Regions from separate parts of the Capsicum annuum genome. Here region 2 is linked to region 1. Evidence: chromatin contacts called from public Hi-C data. All regions are on one chromosome and are shown on one strand. The core of a region is the stretch at or near the end of the contact, and the rest is flanking DNA. Distances in the headings are between cores, read along the strand shown.

Region 1 (2,872 bases), core at 130-2,629:
ATCTTTAATCCTGATGATGACACTCTGGAACGTATATCAAAAATCTCTTTATAGTGAAACATAAAAAATCTCCATACATAGACAAGTGATTTAACCCTATTCCAGTCACCAGAGTTCCCACGTCCATGACATCTAATCAACAAGCATAAAAAAGCAGATATTTTTCTAGGTACGTCAACAGAGATTTCTAGGTTCATCAACAAAAGATAAACCTTATCTGATCTTCTACGTCACTGAACTAGTGGATTGCCCAAAGCTACGAAAAGTTTGACCCTCAAACCATAAGCATATAGTAGGACAGACAAAAAAGCTCCAAAATTTTCACCAGCTAGCGCACCATTTGTGTCTGAAAGTAAAGGAATCTATCTAGCTATCAAACTTTCTGAGTGAAAAATATACTCCTTCAATATACAGATAGACAAAAGAAAGCAAGATGCCTTGCAACACTGCCAGTATTTACAGCAAGGATTGTAACCTACAATGTTTTAATTAGTTATTTCATCTTGATACCCAACAGATTAAAAATGACTCAGATGGCCAACATATCAATCAATTCGACTATGTGAATCCTCTTACTCAATTCATCATCTACTGCCGAGTAGTGGAGCTATGATTTTTACCAAGGGGTTTAAAAATATAAAGAGGTAAACTCATGAAGAAACCAAGGAGATTCAACATCTACTACATATATATTTAAAAAATTAATATTGACCAATATAGTGTATTTTTTAACCCCCCTTACGTTACCCTGGCTCCGGCCCTGCTACTAAAGTCATTCCTTTACACCTGAGTGCCGATCCTCCTCCTTTATCTGTGGAAGACCGGGTATTCTTTGTAAAGCTTACACAGAAGAAGTTGAGATGACCAACATCTATATGAGCCTATAAAATCAGTCACAAGATGGATTAATTTTATTTATTGGGGTTGGATTAGATAAAAGTAGAGGGACATGAGAAAGAAAAAGGAATTAATTAAAGAGATCATACGAGAACTAGTGGCCACCCAGAGTTGCATCTCGCTTTCTTCATAGTGTCCTTCAGGGCGCACAGTAACGAGAATAAGGGTATCCCCTTTACGAATAATGTTATCAATCGCCCATTTCAAAGCTTTCTTGCTGCATGCTGAGAAATCTACTGCTACCCCAACAAATCTATCACCTCCTTCCATCCCTCTTTAAGATTTTTGCTTTGATTAAGAACTTTCAACAACAACAATAATGGAGAGAGCAACTTGATCACGACTATTTCAGGATGGAAGCAGACAAGTACTCAAGTAGTGCAATGTTGATTTGTCGGATGTCATATTTTCCTACCACTTGTAAAGCCAAAATGAGGTTGTTGGGACCCACTTTTCTGGCTCATGAAATTCCCACTTGTCTCTTTCATGCTTTCTTTGACGTGAGGACATCACGTTCTAATATAAATTGGATAAGTTTAGTGTAATTTAACTAGTATACTAGTATTGTTTTTGCTGATATTGAACATTACTTTTTCAAAATGCATCCCTCTAAATCTTGAACTGTTATATTTGAGACTTGAGAGCGAGAATTTACTAGCTGGATTATAAGTTGGTCATATGAAATTTTACTTTTTTGTAAGGGTGTTTAAAATCAAATTGTAACCCATAATTTAATTATATAATTAGTTTATTGGCTATTTGATTTACCGGTAACGGGTAATCGGATTAACTATTGGAGAATGCATTAAAATTTTATAATTAATGATTTATCAATGTGGGAACGGAATTTTCAATTTTCTTATCGGATGAACCGTTAGCCCATTAAGAATTATCATGTTTATATTTTTTACCCCTAGATATATAAAGTTTCTTTTGTAAATCCAAAAACTAAAATTTCATTCATTATTCTACTCATTACATCTCGTGACTTCTAACCATAAAGTGTAGTTGATCTTCCTAACACATATACAAAACCTAAAATCAAGTCTTAAATCTAAAAACGAATCATTCTTGATAACATGAAGAACCGTAACAAAAATAAAACAATGTCGATATGTCCTTCACAAAATTTCATATAAAACCAAAAACAAAAAATCAAATCATATCAAGGTTTAATTTTTCTTTCAATCAATAATTAAAAAGTTTTGTTTCTACATATGTTTTACGTCTAGAAGAAAATTTTCATATGAATCTATGTTATAATTGTTGGGTTTGAAATTGATAGGGCATCATGCGGAAGTTTATAGTTGCAAACCATGGAGACGATGAATCAGATGACAAGAAAATCTACTAGAAACATATTTTCGAAATGATTTACCCAATGAACCTACATATGAAAAAAAATATCATTAAAATTATGAGAGAAAAATCTCATCCTAAACAATACTCTTTTAATGACTACATTGTGGATGTTATTGTGTTGTGATATGAGAAGAGGGGTCTTTGTTGTGTCCTTTCGCACCCGCAAGTGTACATGATTGTACAAGTAATAAAGGATGTAAATCCAGATAACCCCACAGAGATTTGACGAATTGAAGCTCTACTTTGATTTCTTATTTGAGCTATTCAGTAGATGATCAATAACAAAATGTAAATAAAAATAATTGCAAGCAAGTCGTAGATTGGTTGTGTTGTATTTCAGATTTGAGAAAAGATCTAGGGTTACGATATTTTGATAATCCAGCTATGCTATCCATCATTCGCCTAATTTGTTTTCTTGAGTTACTAGTTATGTTGAAAGTTAATTGTAGCTATATTGAGCGTTTTTTCAACAACTCTGAGTCTACTCGACTATTTCTAACGCCTATATTTCTATGGTCGTTGGTTTATAGTGAAGTGCATAAAGAAATTGCATGTATTAACTAAGCTAATTCACAGGGTATATTTCTATCCAGAGTGACGAAGCGATTCCCTT
Region 2 (2,872 bases), core at 170-2,669, 64 kb after region 1:
TTCATATCTTCTCTCACATATGCAAAGCCATATATGTAAGGAATTGATAACTTGAAGATGCATGTGTAGACATCTAAATTTGTGGGGCTCTACAAGAAGAATTCAATTTGTGTTAGAGTTCTTGGAGGGCACTCTACCCTAAACCCTAAATTACGCCTATATAAAAGGGTAAATATCCTTGAAGAGGCATCTCTAAAAGTCCCAATAAATTCATGGGATATTCATAAAGAGATCAAGATCTCAGAAATTCATGGATATTCATAAAGAGATCAAAACTCTCTCTTCTTGGTAATCAAATACATCGAGAAGGTCCCACAAACTTTCCTTTCATCGAGATCAAATCCAAATATTTCTACGTTCGAGAAATACGCTACTAACGGATCAAATCCAAATATTTCTACGTTCGAGAAATACACTACTAACGGTCCTCGGATCACGAGAAAATTAAGAGAGAAGAATCAAGGAAAGAACAGATTTGTACCCACATCATTTATCAATAAAAATCATGTTTCTTCATATATTTATTTGTGATTGCAATTTATTTCTGTCACTGTAAAAATTTGTTGGTAACAACATATTGGCTATCAACCTTCTAAGTTGCAACAGTTCGATGGCAACAAAAATTTCAAATAACATATTACTTCGTCGAGATGTGAAACAATGTTAGGACTTATGGTGATTATCTCGTCAAGTAGTTCGTCTATTCTCCCAAAGAAAATGCTTTTGATTGGTACATATCTCGCACTTAATTCTATATATAGTTAGAAGTAGTTGAAGCAAAAATTCTGCAGTTGTTTTTGTAGCACAAGGTGTATCATTAATATTATTGAAGTAGAAAAAACAAGTGTCATAAATGACATTCCACATTGATTGTCTCCTCCAACCCATCCAATGCCCCCAACCCTTGACCATCCCACTTCTCGCCACCCCCTTACTCCCACTCCTCACCCCACCCATCCAATGCCCCCAACCCTTGACCATCCCACTTCTCGCCACCCCCTTACTCCCACTCCTCACCCCACGCCATCCCATAATGTTTTGTTAGATTACGCAGAAATGCTCTTGAAATAATGTCTTCTTGCTTACTTAACAAACATTAAAAATTAAGTAAGAAATATATTTATTTTTCAAGAAAATATTTTTTAAAAAAATATATTTCGAGAAAACATTTTTCACTAGAAGGTTTCCGCGCTGTTGGTATGCTTTGTGCTTCCCTGTTTTGCTAAGCGTGGAGTCTTCTTTTGCTTTATGTAGATGGTGAGTACGTCGGGCCCTGTGCCGACTAGTTGTTTAGCAGCTTTTCATATTAGAGGTTTGCAGACGTATGTTGTCGGACTGGTAGGCAGTAGTCTTGTTACCCTTGCTGTCAGTTGTATTCTCAATTTTGGCTTTGTTGGCCTTGTGTATATATCTCTATGTCGAGCCAGTTTCTCTGCAGTTGTTATATGAAGCGACTTCTACCCAACACAATGACATCCTTTTTTCCCTTGACCATCAGTTTAGAGAGGAAAGGTGTCCGCGGAGATTGTCCGGAGCCAAGAAGATACAACCACTTTTATATGAAATTCTAAATTCCAACAAAGATTCAACCATTAAATGAAGAGTGAGCTATCCAACTGGGTTTGAATTTAAATTGTAAACTCGAGGGCAATTTGAGGTGTCCTGGGTTTGTATTAGTTATTAGGAATGTGCAAAATTGATTTGGAGACATTCTTGTGAGAGTCATAGCTTCGTTGAAGAGAGATAATTAAGGGCAATCATTCCCCAGTTTCTAGCCGCCTAAATCCTATTAAATGCCAAAAATTAAGATGATCGCTGATACATTTTAGTATGCATACCTGTTACAATGAGTAAAGGGATGATCAGTAGTAGGTATAAAGGTTAGCAACTCAGCATAATGCAAGTTATACTGAAGAGGGTATCTTCAAAATGCCACTGTTTCTAGATATAACAAAATTTAGATGACTTAATGCTGTTACAAAGCATAACACCAAAATGTTGATTTGATTTAAGACTCAGGATTAACATAGATGATGAAGATGAGGGTTAATTGTATTTATTTTGTATGTCTAAATGTTGGCAATAGATTTCTTCAATTACCAAATCTCAACTATGAAGCGGGCTGAACCTCTTTCTACTACCATATTTGTGATGCAAGTAATGGTTCAAAACTTATTCACACTTCATTGCACGGGTGACCTCCCATGCAGTTATGTCATGATGATCCTTAAGTCCTTCAACCTTTTTCCTGCAGTTCACCAATGCGACTTTGAATGTTTCATGCTCAAGGGATGATGGGTACATTATCTGCTCTTCCTGATTGTCAAATCCATAAAATGAAAAATAGTAAGAGAAATGAACACTCCTTTGTGTTATCAAACATCAAACACAAAGTTCCTATCAAAGGTCAATCATCAATAGTCTTTGAAAAAGTACGTACATACTATATAGTAATCCTTTGGCCAAACACATCGTCAGGTACCTAAACTTTGCACAAACTTTCACTTGGCACCTAAAGTGGATGATGTTCATTTTAAACAACTAAACTAGCCTCCAGTTGAGTCATTTTGGCACCTTTTGCCGACTTGGCACAGTATGTTTTGCACCTATTTTGAGCGCATGAAAGACTAAATTTTGCAACTTTTTATTTTTTTTCTCTTCTCCTTCCCCAACACTTCCTCCACACCCATTTCCACCTTCCTTTACTGCTTTGCTACCGTGTTGCTGCTAATGTATCCGTAATCGTAGTTATTCACTATTTGCTTCCACCATCTTCATAAATTACAAAAATTTCTCCAGAATAATTTTTGCCCATAATTGCAAAACGAATTGGAAAAAATATATATATTTGAGCTACTCCATCGTTGACCTC

The links. Hi-C and Micro-C count contacts between places; a contact is called where the count stands out from the background.
Region 2: a Hi-C map of bud shows a contact between it and region 1, with 2.1 times the contacts expected there. The contact joins the enhancer-like site here to the promoter of LOC107879159 in region 1. A contact is called at or near these places in 4 of 5 Hi-C or Micro-C datasets (bud, leaf, pericarp and 1 more).

What each region holds. Positions count from the first base shown.
Region 1 is chr1:124,187,878-124,190,749 of UCD10Xv1.1, forward strand. LOC107879159 (universal stress protein PHOS32) reads right to left here and starts at 1,380. Exons shown (of 4, transcript XM_016726262.2): 1 at 987-1,380. The coding sequence starts at 1,167.
Region 2 is chr1:124,251,497-124,254,368 of UCD10Xv1.1, forward strand. LOC107879169 reads right to left here. Exons shown (of 13, transcript XM_016726268.2): 13 at 1,899-2,316. The coding sequence ends at 2,173. Among protein-coding and RNA genes, the nearest start is that of LOC107879169, 10 kb to the right of the region's middle. Within about 2 kb of position 1,420, at least 4 of the 5 cell types and tissues checked have an H3K27ac peak or open chromatin away from gene starts, as enhancers often do. A contact at or near this core is called in bud and leaf, where this site is marked.